2 separate regions of the Pan troglodytes genome follow, and region 2 is linked to region 1. A link is a contact called in public Hi-C data. All regions are on one chromosome and are shown on one strand. Each heading gives the region's core, a stretch centred on a gene start, on an enhancer-like site or on the middle of the called end of the contact. The rest is flanking DNA. Distances are from core to core; before and after follow the strand shown.

Region 1 (7,925 bases), core at 2,390-4,889:
CACAATAGAAGGATTTTCAAGGAAAAAGAGAGGAGTGAGTGTGAAAGGGATGGGGGGTGAGGGGGGAGATACTAGAAAGAGCTGGTGCAGCGGTAGCTCCTAGTGGCCTATTCTGAAGGTGAACCCCTTAGAGCTGTCTTAAAAGAGAGGCTTGCGAAGAGGGGCTGGGGCGGTAGGAAAGCTCTTTCAGTCCGAGCCTCGCAGCCCTCCTCCTTCGCCTCGCCCGTTAGCTCCCTGCCCCCCCTCCCCACACCCCCCACCCCAAAGCCAGGCGTCGGGCGCTTTTCCCTGTCGCCGCCCGGCATCCTGCCAATCTTTCCAAAATGCGCTCTCACTCTGTTGGCTGCTCCGGCAGGGAGCATGGAGGACTGGGGGTCCGAAGCCTGCAAAGGGTGACCTTAGCGTTGCAGCCTTCCCGAAACGGAGACTTGCCATCTTTTCAGAGGGCGGGGAAGCTAGTGTCCGTTTCGCCTCGCTTGCTGGCCTTCGCTTACCCGAAACATTCTAGGCACGGCCCGCACTGGAGAGGGCCGCGCTGCTGCTGCGACCGCACGGCGCCCGGGGCAGGAACATGCTCGCTCTCCCCTGCGCGGGGGGAACGAAACCCCCAGAGTGCGTTCCGACACGCTCTTTCTACTATCCAAGGCAGGTTTCGGCAGCTTTGGCCACCTAGGCCCGGGGAGCCCCAGCCGGATCTGCTGCGGCCTCCCCGCGTAGGCAAGGACCTTAAACCCCAAACCAGGGACTCCGATTCTCTCTTTTCCCCTCCCGTCTTCTTTTCTCTTAAAAGAGAAATAGAAAGCTCAGCCTTGAGACAAAGAACGCGAGTGATTTCTCCGAAATAAACTTGAAGATAACGACATAACAGTGAATGGCAGGACGCACAAAACCCCATGGGGTCAGGTCAAATGGCATTAGTCACAGGTCTTAGCCGCAGCCGCCGCGCCGCGCAGCTCCTTGGGCTATCGCGGAGTTTGAAAAGACGCGTTCAAGGAGATCACTTAAAGTAAGATCCTTTCGTCCGAGTTCTTGCTTCCTTAGGATTTATTTTTCCTTTCACGGGCGGCCAGCCCTCGCCCCCTCGCCCCCGCCCTCACTTTTCCTCTTTGGCGCTTTAGGAATTCTTTAGGAGGCTCTGGAGACCGACCCCAGGAAGCAGGGTCCACGTGGATCGCAGCAAGGGGTTGATCCACCCTCCAAAAAATGGCAGGGTAGACTTTTAAAAGCCGAGAAGTTAGTAGCAGTTAGTCTATAGTGAAGCAGAATGGCTGGGGCTTGGGGTGGGGGCTGGGGGGTGGCATGAAGCCTGTCGACGGGCAGGAAACCGTGAAAACTGCATCCCGGCAAATGCCCCAACAGGGAAGGAGGAGCTGGGAAGGGCTCACGCTGGCTTCAAGTTCTTACCGTTCCCCCCTCCAAAAAAACAAAATCCAAGTTGATTTTGGCAAATATAGACTCTATTCTGATCATCCGGAAGACTTGGACAAGCGCTTCACCGGTAGGGAATCAAACATCCTGAAGCCCCCGGCGCGTCCTTCTGGGAACTGGCAATTGCCCAAGTCCTTAAGATTCGGGGAGAAAAAGGGGTGGGGGGCAGAGGGAAAGGGAGTGGGAGAAGGAGGGAGGTGGGCCTGAGGAAAAAAGTAAGGGAGAGGAAGGGAGAGAGCCAGTCTTATTGCAATGGGAAACTGTCTCGTGGCAAGGTTAAAGTGCAGGTGTTCAGATAGCTTATGCTTTTCTCACCTATTTTATTGCAAACTTCAAAAAGGAACTTTTGACGTTCTTCGACAGATCTCCTTCTTCCGTTTCCAGGAGACTCCAATTAACTCTAGCAAGGCGCTTCCCATATTTAAATAGCCCCTTATTTAAAAGTTGTTTCTTTCCTGATTGGTTTTCTCCCGCTGCCCATGAGCATGAGCGGTCTTGGGCTCAGAAACTCCGCACTTACGTCATCTTCTAGCATTAATTCGCCTCTAGAGCTGGGCCCTAAATAACTTTTTAATTTGAATCAAGGGAGAGTTTTAGCGGGCTCCGTTTCTGGTTTAATGTGATATAAATCGCAGATGCACTTTTATTGAATGGTTAAAGCAGCGACATGGAGATCATCAACACAAAACACCCCGAACAAAACCATCGAGAGAAATAAAGCTGGTTAATAAGATTTTTGAGAAAGCTTTGTGTTAAAAAGCAAAAAGGAAAACCAGCTGAAGGTGACAGTTAGTTCATGGTTAATAGGATCAGGGCGGCCTGGCGGGGCTGCACACTTCTCTTTGGGGAGGTTCAGCCACACTAAAGAGATGAATGGGACATTTAACACATCTGTTATCTCGCCGAACAGAGAAATGGGGGGAATCGAGTCTTAGTACCACCTCAGCCCCAACCAGAGGAAAGCGAAGGGACTGTCTCCAGGAAGATTCTCCTTTGAAGCCCCACATTCAGGGGAGGCTTTCCCGGAGTGGACCAACATTCTTGGGAACCGCATCCCTTCCCTCTGGTTTTCACGCGTTTGTGCGTTGTAGTTAATTAAGAAGCTGCCAAACCTTGGGCCAAGTTAAGGGCCCCGCAAGTGGTAGGGTTCTCTCCAGACGACGTCTGGACCTTCGCTGCTATGGCTTAAAATGTCAGGGCTGTGAGTTTCAACTTAAACTGCCGAGAGCTCCCTGTGTTTGGAGAACGGCCAGCATAGCACTCACAGCCTTTGGATACCCTTGCCCGAGGCAGTTTCCGGTCAGCCTAAGCTCTTTGCAAGCGGAATCCTGCCGCTCGGCAGCCCAGCGCCGCTCTCCTCCGCTCCTCCCGCAAGGTGAGGTGCGGAGAGCCCCTTGCAGAAACTCCTAGAGAAAATCGTTTTCCAAGTTGCTGGGAATTTGAAGGAGACTCGTTTTACTGTTCAGGTATCCACCAACGCTCAAACTCAACCAGTCTCCCGAAATGAAATAACTCCAGACCTCTCCCCACTCTTACGGACACACATCCAGTGGCCCCAAAGCATCCGTTTCCAAGTTTCCCTGAGTCGTCAGAATGGGACTTCTAACACTGATTTCACTCACCCCTACATTTGCTTTATGCTTCAGCTGGAGTAACGGATAGGGCTAGAGACCGGAAAGGGAGTATATTTTCATGTCCACTGACTTGAAACTTTTCATTGCCCCACCCCCACAAGAGGGAGGGCAACTTTGCTGATAGCCTGAAGATGTATTTCTATGAATATTTATTGATTTATTTTCCGGGCTTAGCAGGGGAGCTGCAAATAAATTTAGCGCGTTCTTTAAATAATTCCTTTTCTATGAGGCAAGATGTCATCTGAAACTTCTAAATAGGCATTTAATTAGCCCGGGTGTTGCTTCGGAACAAAAACCTTCGGCGAGAGCTTTGGGGGCGCACTGTATTGCAAAGAGGCGGTCGATATGAAGAATTGATGCGCGCGGGCCTTTGTTGCCGGCCCATTGTGCGGGCCATGCTTATGAAGACTAATCCAATCATAAATTGCACCCCTGCGCCAATCAGAGAGTCCAGAGCCTCCGGCGAATGAAGCTCGAGTGGAGAACTTTGTTGAACTTCATTGTCAGAGCTGTCACTTTTCAAAGTGCTTTAGCGGGCGGGCCACTATAAAACCATCACCTCGACGAGAGGACCACGGAGGACTCGCAGACGCCCAAGTGGGATTGTTACTTGGAGACGTTTGCTAAGCCCAAGAGAGAGGACACTGTGGGGGCGGGAGGGGCGGGAAGCGAGGCGTTTACCCTCCGGCCACTGAAAGAAGGGTTATTTCGCCCGCCCCGCGCCTACCATGATGTTCCCCGGCCTCCTCGCGCCCCCCGCCGGGTACCCTAGCCTCCTGCGGCCCACGCCCACCTTGACGCTGCCCCAGTCCTTGCAGTCGGCATTTTCCGGCCACTCCAGCTTCCTGGTGGAGGATCTGATCCGCATCAGCCGACCCCCCGCCTACCTGCCCCGCAGCGTGCCCACCGCCAGCATGTCGCCGCCCAGGCAGGGGGCCCCCACGGCCCTCACCGACACGGGGGCCTCGGACCTGGGCTCCCCGAGTCCCGGCAGCCGACGGGGCGGCTCTCCGCCGACTGCTTTCTCCCCTGCCAGCGAGACGACGTTTCTGAAGTTCGGAGTGAACGCCATCCTCTCCTCGGGGCCCAGAACAGGTAAGCGAGGGCAGAACCCTGAGGGCCCATTCAGGTACCAGGTATGCGCGGAGTCATCCTGGCCTCAGTTTCCTCTAGCGAGCGGGCCCCCCCACACACATCGGTGCACACACATATGCACGAACTCTGAGACCCTACGTCAGGCAATGTGAGAATAGCACAGTCAATTCCGGGGAAGAAAATCCTCCAGGCTCGCCCCATCCTCGGAGTGAACTTGAGCACACGCAGTCGGAGACGGTGCGCAGTCAGCTGGTGCAGTAACGCTGAGCGCACGCGCCTGGACGTCTGCGTTTCTGCCTTCGAGCTTTTGGGAGACAGTTTTTTTTTTTTAACTGAATATGATATATTTATTGGATTAGCAAATATTATAAATCTGCAATTTCTTTCCTCCCCACTCAGTCCTATCTCGTTAGTGCCTAGGATGGAGATTGGGGTAGAGTGGAACGGCGCAGAGAATTATGTTGGGGAGAAAGAAAAGAGTTTTACAGATAAGACAATGTTGGGAAGATTTATTTTACCCTGTCAACGTATGAGAAAGATGTCTTTGAAACCAGATGAAGGGCTAATTATATCGTGTGTTCAGTGTGCTATACAATAGGCAAGTACGTAATCAGATTCTTTCTGTCTCCCTCTCTCCTTTCTGTCCCCCCTCCACCGCCCACCAGAAACATCCCCAGCCTTGCTCCAGAGCGTCCCTCCCAAGACCTTCGCCTTTCCCTACTTCGAAGGGTCTTTTCAGCCTTTCATCAGATCTTCTTATTTCCCAGGTAGGTCTCGTCCCCCTTCTTTGCGCGAGGCAGGGCGGCGCCCCAGCCCCGGCCCATCGCTCCCTGCTCCGAAGCCATATTTCTCCGTCCACCCCTCGGGGTTATGCTCTGGTTCAGAGGTTGCGAGGCGTACAACATTCATGAATCCGTCGCGCCAATTTGATGCCCTATTTAGCACAAGCAGTGACTGCTTGACACTTTGCACCAATTCCCTGCTCTACAAATTAGCAGGAATTGTCATGGTCCCAATTTGAGGCGGTTCCCTTCCCTGCGAGGAGCTGTTGGCATCCCTTCACGCCGCCGTTTTCCCACAGAGTCAGTGCACTTGGCCACGATTCCCCACAAAGGTTTCAGCACCATGACCAATTGGTCAGCTCCTCCGGGCAGCCACACACAGACCGGCCCTAGTCCCTCCACGCCGCCGAGAGACACCTACCAGCCGGGGCTAATTTCTCTTTAAGACTCATTCAGGGCTTCGGGCTTTTCACAAGACCACATGGGGTGCCCTCTTGTGTAGGATGCCTAGGGTCGCCCAGGGGGAGGGGGATTAGATCCTCCCCCAATCCCAACCTATTTCCAGCCTGATTTCCAAACCCCTTCTCATACTCCTTTCCCACCCTGTCTTATAAAATACCGTTGATCTTGCAAAATAAGAAGCAGTTAGAAGAAAGCCCATAATTGTGTCCCAGCCTAAAGGAGCAACACCTTAGGCAGCTTCCACCAGGTTTTCTTCCTGTAACCTCAATGATGATTCAAACTATGGCTCAAAAACTCTGCCACTGGTCAAAACTAAAAAGGAGGCAGGAGAGTCCCTATACAGAGAAGAAAAACTGGGTATGGCCTGCGGGGGATGGGTAAAATCACGACAGCACTCCCAAATATCAGCAAAAGAAACAAGCAATTGATTTTTTAAAGGGGGAGAGATAATTCACCATCCCCCCACCCCCCAGCACCACCACCACCACCACCACCACCACCATTCACACTGCTGCTAATAATGGAATTTGCTCCCTTTCTCCCTCATCTCAATGCTCTAACAAAAACAACCCGAGCTTTATAAATAGCTTTTCATGTCCATTTAATGAAAACGATTCGGGGAAGAGAAGCCTCTGCCATCAGTATTCTCCCAACGGTCTTGGCCTGCAGTTGTGTTTAGTTTGAAAGTGTAAATCTCTTTTGTCCCAGTAATATATGGCTTTCGCTGCTTGTCCTCAGTCTTTTTCTGTTAGTTCATTACTACACAATTACCATTCACGCTTCATTAGAGTCTCTGTTTCTTTTTGTTTTGTTTTTTTCTTTCGCTTAAAGCGAAACTCTCCTCCCTTTTATCATACCAATACCCATTGGGAAGCAGTCAATGTGCTAATTAGCTGCCACTTTTCATGTATTCGGGCCGAATTCTTTACGTTTCGTGGGGGAGGGGAGGAAGGATTAATATAAAAAAGATGAATACTTATTGGATTTTTCAAAAAAATCTAAATCGGATTTTTCCCTCTTTATCAAAATAGTAAAGCACCTCATTTTCATCTAAAGAATGCAAAAGCCACTGAAATGATAAAAGCTTAGGGGAGAAACCCAGTGGCCTCGGCTGGATATTTTATTTTTATTTTTGTAATTTATTTTTTCTATTGCTGTTTTAGCTGATGTACGCAGGTTTGTTTCCCTAAGTCCACTGAATGGAAAAACGAAACAGGCTATTGTGGGGGCTGTTTTCTCTGTTTCCGTGGTTTTACCTAATCCGGGTTTGCACGGTTGAAAGGGAAAGTTATTTGGGCGGAAAGCGCCTTTCACTCTCGCAGGTTTGTAGGTTCGTGGCCTATTCTCCAGGGGGAGAAAAAGGAGCGCTTTAAAGAGATGAACAGATCAGAGCAAAAAGCCAGGGAGAGCCGTGTTGGGACTGGGGGGCGTACGCCCACTCACTCGCCACCTCCCCCCACCCTGCAGCTTCCTCCAGCGTGGTGCCCATCCCCGGGACCTTCTCCTGGCCGCTGGCCGCGCGCGGGAAGCCTCGGCGGGGCATGCTGCGTCGAGCAGTCTTCTCCGACGTGCAGCGGAAGGCGCTGGAGAAGATGTTCCAGAAGCAGAAGTACATCAGCAAGCCCGACCGCAAGAAGCTGGCGGCCAAGCTGGGCCTGAAAGACTCGCAGGTGAGCGCAGTTCCTCCACAGCATCCCCCCGCCCCCGCCCTTCACCCCTCCCCGGCGCACTCGTCAATTGCAAGGGTTCGGAAACGGCTTAGGTCCCACTGTACAGATGGGAAAACCGAGGCCTAGAGAGGGAGTGAGTACACGGGCCACTACCCTCGAAGCTCCGCAGGATAGCCCTCTTCTCTCCCCACCCCGACTCCCCGCCTTCTCTCCCGGCCTCACCGGCCCCCAACCCCGCCCTTCGGGGCAGGGTGGCAGCGGATGAGGCTAACGGAACCGCGAGCTGAGGCGGGGGCAGAGTCAATGCGGGAATCCACCGGAACTCATTTCTGGGGGTGGGGAGAGGACACAGCCCGAAGGACAGAGCCTGCACCCCACTCCACTCCCCGCCCCCGTGCGTCCCCCGGGGCCCCTGATCTGACCTCTGCTTCTCCCTTCTTCTCGCCGACCGGGACATTCCAGGTGAAAATCTGGTTCCAGAACCGACGCATGAAATGGCGGAACTCCAAGGAGCGCGAACTCCTGTCTAGCGGGGGCTGTCGCGAGCAGACCCTGCCCACCAAGCTCAATCCGCACCCGGACCTCAGCGACGTGGGCCAGAAAGGCCCTGGGAACGAAGAGGAGGAGGAGGAGGAGGGCCCGGGCAGCCCCAGCCTCCGCCTGGCCTACCACGCGTCCCCCGACCCCCAGCACCTGCGGGACCCGCGGCTGCCAGGGCCGCTGCCCCCCTCGCCCGCGCACTCGAGCAGCCCCGGGAAACCTTCGGACTTCTCAGATTCCGAGGAGGAAGAGGAGGGCGAGGAACAGGAGGAAATCACCGTGTCCTAGGAGCCGCTCGCACGCCAGAGTACTAT
Region 2 (7,925 bases), core at 1,376-3,875, 450 kb before region 1:
AAAAGGTTGATATGGGAAGAGACAAGCCATCTACAACCTTGAGTTCTGGTCTAAATTTTGCTACTAACCAGCTGGATAACCCCAGGCAAGCCACTTGCTCTCTCTGAACCTCCGTGTCTCATCTGTAAAAGAGGCTTAGAATGACTGTCCCCTGAAGCCCTTGCCAGCTCCAGCAGTCTATGAATCTTTGAGGCTCATTTCTTCAAGCTCACACGAAGATGCTTTCTTGGGGCAGTGCCTGGTCCTGGAATGCCTCACTAGTAAGCAGGAAAAATGGGGGGCAGACCACCCCAAATAAACTCTGAAAATGTTCAGGACACCTAGACACTGCACAAAGCTTTCCAGGGACTCAGGCCACCACACAGTTTCCACCTTCTCAGTCACCCTTCACCTCCTATTGTAGTAACTTGCTAGGTCTCATACTTTTCTACAGGGTGTGCAGGACACAGCAGCAGCTGTCAGGAGAAGTCTTAGGGAGGGAGAAAGGGCCAGGGTGAGTGTCAGAAAGGCACAATCAGAAAGATGGGCAGGGCTGAAAATAAGTACTTCCAGAAACCAGACATCTTTAACATCCTCCCTCTAATCCTCCCACACACAGACCACCTCCATTCCTAATCCCACCCTTCAATCCTTCCAGGGCTGCAAAGGGTGGGAGTTCCAGCTCCTTCTGCCGCAGTGCGGAGGTTAAGCAAGACAAGTGAAACAAATATTCTGCTCCACCTGGGGTCACACTGTGGGATACATGCTGTCAGAGGCAGATAATATACATAGAAAAACACTCCGGATGTGGACCCCGAAAGGAAAGGCAAGTGGGAAATTCTATGTTTATTTCTAGTTCTGACACCACAAGCTCCTGCTATGTGGGCCTGTGGATAAGTGTGAATGTGTATGTGTGTGTGTGTGTGTGTGTGTGCAAACACTAAAGTGACTAAGGATAGAAGGGTTGTATAAATCCTAAACCTCACACAGGCACAAATTTTGGTCCAGGCCCCACTGCTGGATATATGCATAGCCCCTGAGGCCAGGAAAGGAGAGGAAATAGCAGAAAGGCAGGCAGTGAGAAGGGAAGAGCTGAAGTTGATGAAAAAGGACAGAAGAAAGAAGAGATCAGAGAAGGAAGGAGAGAGACGAGAGGGAAATTGAAGAGAACAAAAGCCTATATGAGATAGCGGGCCACCAGCAAAAGCTGCCTTTATTCATAACCCAAGGATTGGGATTTGCTCTGTGGGTTTTTCACACCTCTAATTAAGTAGTAAAGGATCAAATGCAAGAGGGGTTTAAGATTGGTGGGGCCTGAAGCTTACACAATTGAGGGAGGTTACTTTAGGGAAAAAAATAGAAAATTATGGCAAAAGTAGACACCAGGTTTTGGAAGGACCCAGGCAAAGGACAGGCCCCAAAACTTAAGCTTCAGTAGCCTCAGGTAAACCCACCTCGCATCAAATGAGTTCTCATGTAATAAAGGTAACTGGCAGTGTAAAGGCTACAAAACTTAAACTATTATCCTCCTACCCCTCCATCCCCAGCCACCACCACGTGGCTTTGTTCTGAATTTTAACCCTCTTTTTGTTTAATTAAGAAATTATTTTTGAAAAGAAAAGACAGTCATTGGCAGGAGAGGGAGTCTGTCTGCATAAAAGGGTGGAATCTATCTTCCTCAACTCTTTCGTGGATCTGGACCTGTATTCCCGCTACCGCCAAGGCTGGGAAGGGGCAGGTCGTGGCCCCTCTGGCAGGGTCACTGCAGCCCTCGCGCCCTGAACTGCCGACCCCAGCGCAGTGCGAGCTTCCGAAGCCCCAAAGCCGCCTCCCGCATCCACCACCTGGCACTGCCAACCGGTTTCCCCATCAGCATACGTGCACCCGCCACGGCCCGGCTGGCCTCTCTCGCGCAGCTGGAGAGCAGGACACTGTGCGGGCCAAATGCAACCTGCTTACCTGGGTGGCAACGGTGGCCACGCTGCCCGGGAGCACGGACGTGATTCCATCCGTGCCCAGCACCACGGTGCTCTGGCTCACGTTCACCCAGCCCACAACAGGGGTATTGTTCCGCTCCAGGGTGCCCTTGCCCACACTCACGTTCGCATCCCCCTCCGGGCCTCGCAGAGAAGGGATCTTACAGTGCAGCGCGTTGCCGGGCCCGGAGCTCGCAGGAGGTGGGGGGGCCTGCGCGCCTTGCGCCTCTCTCAAGTCCCGCAGAGCTGCAGAGGCCGCCTGCGCCCGCGGGCTACTGAGTTTGCAAGACCCCACTCCTGGCCGCTCAGCCTCGCAGGCTCGCGCGTCCGCTGACTGGAAAGTTTGGGCGCCGGTGGAAGCGGACCTGGGCACACGTGGCGGCGGCGGGGCGGCAGCCGCGGGAAGCTCCTGCTCCGGGCTCGTCCTGGGAGCGCCTGGGCCATCCGGGTGGCCCTGCGCCGCCGCCGCCTCCGGGCTGTTGGCCGGCAGTTTATTCATTTCCTTGGGAGCACTGCAATCCTGCAAACACAATGTCAAGTTCGTGCAAAACAAAGTCACAACAGCTTTTAAAATACCTGTATCTACATATGGAGACGTTCGCAACTCAGGTCCAGACACAATATCTGGGGAAGCAAATTGGAATCTGAACTTTTTTTTAAAGAAAGGCTGCAATCAGTATTTCTCAATTTGCCCGTTTCATCAATAACCAGATGACAAAAAGAAGCTAATATTCCCTCCCTAGTGGAGGATGAACTAAGAAAAGAGGCAGAAATGTAATTTTGTAAGGGTAAAGGGGGAATGGAAATAGCCCTGGAGTCATGAGCTCCCCTCCCTCTTTGGATTTCACATCACAGCTGTGGGTGCCCGCATCCCCATCACCACTGTAGAAAGATTCTTTAATTTTCCGCCCCATTTCCTTTGTCATTCAACAATGCACACTGCCTTTTTCCCCCATAGACAAGCTGTGGCCACAAAGCTGATGCCCTGGCACCTGCGAGCGCTTGAGGCCAAATTGGTTGAGTCCCAGCGCTCCACAACCCACCTCCTCCCGCCAGGTAGCAAAGACAAGGTTAAGAATCACGATCAAAATAACCACAAAAAAACCTACAACGATAATAAACTAAATTTAAGACACAGAGTAGTAACTAGGTTTGTTATCTTACACAACTTGTATTCACTTCCAGATTCCCAGACATGGAAAAGAATATGCAAAGCTTTTTGTTCTTTTGTTTAGGTTTCTTCTCCTTCTTCTTCTTCTTCTTCTTCTTCTTCTTCTTCTTCTTCTTCTTCTTCTTCTTCTTCTTCTTCTTCTTCTTCTTCTTCTTCTTTTGCGTAACTATTCACAGGAGTCTAATATCCTTCACAACTCTAAGCTTGCTTGAGTACCAAAACTCATGACTAATTTTTATTCGCTTTTTCCCAATTCACTTTCAAATGAAAAGAACTGCCAGCGGTGGTTTTTCTATCCACTTTCTCCCCTCGTGTTATCTTTCACGGCTTCCTAAACATTAGCACCAATAATTATTATTACACTGTAAGAATAATCCTATTATCTTCGCCTCCACCGCACTCCTCTCGTCTAACCCCCTTTCACAAACACGCAGAATAGAACTCCTCAATTTGCACAAATCTAAGTACCTCGGCTTCAGCCAGCATTTGTCTCAGTAGCCTCTAGGACCCAGAGCAACTCGCTTCTGTACCGGCATCTGGCTTTTCAGCACCGAGGACAGTGCCCGGGATCGGGTCTTTAGGAGCCACAGCCAACCTCTCAGCTCTACAGCCTAGGAAACCTCTTTGCGACCTCAGGTGACGCTCACAAGTACAAATACCTAGGGCTGCGAGAATTGTTGTCCTCGTCGCCCCCTTTCCCCCCACCCAATGCACAGACATCTCCAAAAGAAATAGCCAAAACGAATCTGCTTTCCCTGTCCCCTCAGCCCCCTTTCCTCTTGAAAGAACAAAAGCAAACACTCACCATGTCTGACACAGGCAACAGACTGAACTGGTGGAGGGTGAAACCCGCTATTGACAAGACTGGGTTTGGCTCAGGCAGGAGAGGCGCTTTCTATATCTCCTTGGGAAAGGCCGGGTTTGCGTCAGTGCAAAGCAAGGTGCCCTTGGTTTGACATTTTCTTGATAATACAAGTTTGATAAATCATTACCCCCTTGGATTCAAGTTTTAAAGGGACAACAGCCTAGAGTATGCTGGCCAGTTGTCACTCCAGCGGGAGGGGGCTGCGCGTTTGGCGTGACTCATGTGGTTTGATTACTAAACCGAAACCGGCAGGAGGGGAAGACAGAAGTTTGCCTCCTCCTAATTAAGGGAAACATGGGAGGGACACGTCCCACTGCACCCAAGGCAAGGCGCAGCCGCCAACAGAGTGGATCGGGCTGTAGAGGTGGAAGGAGGGGGTTAAATCACTGTCTTCTCTTTCCCTTTCACTAGATTCCATTGCTGTCCCTCCTTATCTTCAGGGATTCCGAAAATATTACTGCGAAAGAGATTGAGGGTCTGCGCATAGCCCCACAGCTCTGCGATGACTGAAGCAGGCATGGGTCCTGCATTTATCAAGGTGTACCTACCTAGCATGTATGTGGACTTCAGATTCTCACATCCCTACCCTTCCAGACAGTCAGTCTTGGAGGAATCCTGGGTTTTTGCTTTAAAATTGTGATCTGGTATTTCCGTTCCTATTTCTGTTATCACAATCAAGAGAAAATTCTGAGTATAACTGACCGTTTTCATTGTATTTTTAAGCTTTTCTGAAGACGTTTTAGAGAAAGAAAAACGAAGTTTTTCCAACACAGACCTAGTTCTTAGGTCACTTCCGAAGTCAAGGGAAACCCATTCTTTCTTTACAGTCCTTTCAATAAAATCCTACCAGAGCCAGGCCTGATTTGCCAGCGCGGGACCTTAGAGACCGTCCAAATCGGGATGCCCAGCAATGGGGGGGAGGGGGGAATGAGAGCTGGCAATCTGCAAAGCCATGCCAGGATGTTCAACCGTACTGTGGCGGGGATGGGAGTGGGGGTGGCCATGGCGATAAAAAGATGGACTTTCTTATTGGTACAATGCAATAGCTATAATCAGAAGAGGAAAAAACGCCTTTACAAAGAAGGTGTAGTTTGGAGACTAGAAGGGGATTATCAGCAAAATGCTTCCCTTCTCTCCTTCCTTGCCGGTCTAGCTCGGGGAACCCCTGGCCTCGGGGATGAGGAGCCACAGACAGCACGTTGTCCCTTCCCTACTGCCAACAGCCCAGCCCACTGCCTCGGGGTGCGCGCCGTCGCCAGTGGCTGGGCCGTCCCACGCGGCGGGAGGACAATGCCGCGGCGGCCGCGGCCGCAGGCGTAGGCTGCAGTGGCAGATTGCGGCGGGCGCCGGGGGCACTAAGGGGCACCCTCCTGCTCCTCTGGAGAGCCCGAGAGTGTTTGGATGCCTCCGCTGGTTGGCTTTCCCGCCTAGCCCCTCTAAAGGGCAGCTGGCTGGGGACACACGGTCTGCATTGCCTTTGGTGGGCAGGAGGAGGAGATCTTTCTTTTGAGACGCCTTGAGGATTTCAGGTCGCTTTTTATTGCAGTTTTGAGCTAACGTCTATTGAGATCTCCATACTCAACCATTGTGCAAGGGCTATCCATGAATTATCTCAGTTAGATTTAGCAATGGCCTTTCAGAAACTATACCAATTGCAAAGCTGAGGAAATTGGGACTCAGAAAGTCGCTTTTGAACCCTGGAGAAGATCCCAACCACCTCCCGCCGGGCTGTCGCTAGGGTCAGTCGCTCTCTCCGCGGGGCCCGCTCGCAGGGAGAGGTCGGGAACGAGGGTTAAGAGGGTGGGTGGGCTGTGGTGGACTCTGGCTGGAGGAGGGTCGTCTGAGTGGGTGGGACTGAGAATTCCGCAGGGGTGCCTGCTCAAGTTGCGGCTGGCGCTGAGAAGCACCCCGCAGGCTCTTGGCATCTTGGGGGACGCCAAGGGGACCTACGAGTGTTTCTGCCTAAACAGTCCCCAATTTCCGAGAGGGCTCAAGACGAATGCGAGAACTGTAGAAGGCAGGCCTGGCAGGCAGGCTCGGGTTCAGAGAGCGATCGGCCGGAGCGGTACCACGAGGCGGGCCCAAAGATCGGTGTAGGCCTCCCTCTGCGGTTCCCCGGCCGACTTCCCCGAGGGACAGTCACGACTTTGGAAGGTTCTGGCCAGTTTCCCAATTTGCATTTGAGCAGCCCCCGCAAAGGGCCAGGTGCGAATGGAGAGTCTACGCGGCGCCCGGACGTTCCAGGGCGCACAGACTTGGCTGCCCCGGGAGGAAGGGAGAACTGCGCAGAGGGGGCAGAATCCTGCCGGCCTTCTCACTTCCCCCAGCTGCGGCCCTGGGCCTGAGTGACGCCCAGCAGCCCCGCTCGGCCCCCAGGCCTGATATCTCGCCCGCTGGCCCTCCCCGGCCCAGTGAGCACTTGGGTTCCGGCGTGGAGACTGCCGCGCGTCAGGCTCTGCAGAGGCGGGTGACGCGCAGGAACGGCTGCGGGGTTTGGCTGAGGCGCTATTCGGGCTCCCCGCCTGCCCCCACTTTCAGCCGCAAGATTCTAGAAGGGAGGGGCTACGTGGAGAATGGAGGGAGGGTCTGGAACGGAGAGGCCTAAGAGGGTTCGCTATGAGGCCAACGCGGGGACGGAGGGGCGGGCATCAGCAGGGCTTGAAGGTTGGGCTTCAGGGGCGGGAGAGAGCATGCGGAGGCAGGAAGCCAGGCCCTGGGGCAGCAGGTCGTGCGTATGGGTGTGTGTCAGCGCCTACGAAGCGCAGAGGATGGAACCGCAGTATTAAAAAACAAAAAAACAAAAAAGAAGAAGAAGAAGAAGACCATCCGCACGTCCTCTAGACGCGGGCCTCCGCCCCCGCCCTCCGCGGACGCCTGTTTGTAGTGATAATCAGGCCCAGCGCGCCGCAGCCAAGGAGGCCGTAAATCCGCATCCATCACCGCGCAGCCATTCGGTCTGAATTAGCCAGTCACTACGGCCTTAATTACTTTGTCAAAGATGAAAAATAGTAATTGATTTTGTCCTCGATCACTTTGTTCCCTCCTCTCCTGCCTTGCAGATAAGCAAATAAATATTTTTGAAAACTCGTGTCCACTCGGTTGTATGGGGGTAGCCTACTGAAAAACAGGCCATCCGGTGACAGTCCTGACGCCAGTGTTACTGCCAAGACACGAAACGCCAGCTGCAACCCAGACAGGAGAGGGCCCAGAGGGCGGCCTACCGCATTCAAGTCTCTGCCCTCCTTTGCACTAAGGAAGGAGAGAGGAGGGAAAGATACCGGTGTTTTACAAGCTATTGCTCTGGCGTTAGCGGGGCACTGTGGCACCAGCCTCCTCTGGTCCTCAGGGCAGCATGCGAGAAAGAGCTGCCAGTGCGACTGACGGGCGAAGGAACGTGTCCAGGGTCAGCGGGCAGAGCCTAGCTTTGAGTCCCTGTCTGTGTTGGCTCCTCTCCATCCACCACATAAGGGATAGAGTATGAGCGCCTATCTCTATGTTTATGTGATTTTAACACGGGAGTCGTTAACACCTACAACTTCCATAGATGATGGATGTGAGGGCTCAGTGTGGGTTTCAGGTGACATGGCCGATAGTCAAGAAGCCATGCCGTATTTTTGTCCCACTTGTCTACTACTGCCCAGCTCCATTGCAGTGTTGTTCTGTGCTAAGAATGTGGGCTCTGCAGACCCACTGCACCACTTCCTAGCTCTGTGACCTTGGGGGAAATTCCCCATCAGTAAAATGAGCATAATAAAAATTAACCTACCTCGGCCGGCGCAGTGGCTCACGCCTGTAATCCCAGCACTTTGGGAGGCCAAGACAGGTGGATCATGAGATCAGGAGATCGAGACCATCCTGGCTAACATGGTGAAACCCCGTCTCTACTAAAAATACAAAAAATTAGCTGAATGTGGTGGCACGCACCTGTAGTCCC

Evidence for each region. A called contact is a pair of places that touch in the nucleus more often than the background predicts.
Region 2: a contact with region 1 is called in a Hi-C map of induced pluripotent stem cells, with 3 times the contacts expected there. The contact joins the promoter of LOC112204783 here to the promoter of DBX1 in region 1. A contact is called at or near these places in 2 of 7 Hi-C or Micro-C datasets (induced pluripotent stem cells and stem cell-derived neural progenitor cells).

The regions. Positions count from the first base shown.
Region 1 is chr9:24,189,877-24,197,801 of NHGRI_mPanTro3-v2.0_pri, reverse strand. DBX1 (developing brain homeobox 1) reads left to right here and starts at 3,639. Exons shown (of 4, transcript XM_016922415.4): 1 at 3,639-4,157; 2 at 4,823-4,924; 3 at 6,869-7,071; 4 at 7,534-7,925. The coding sequence starts at 3,791. The coding sequence ends at 7,899.
Region 2 is chr9:24,634,109-24,642,033 of NHGRI_mPanTro3-v2.0_pri, reverse strand. LOC112204783 (sodium- and chloride-dependent glycine transporter 2-like) reads right to left here and starts at 2,625. Exons shown (of 1, transcript XM_054661775.1): 1 at 1,849-2,625. The coding sequence starts at 2,454. The coding sequence ends at 1,849. LOC749521 (high mobility group protein B1-like) reads right to left here. Exons shown (of 4, transcript XM_063784628.1): 2 at 7,110-7,240; 3 at 6,824-6,947; 4 at 6,606-6,743. The coding sequence ends at 6,606.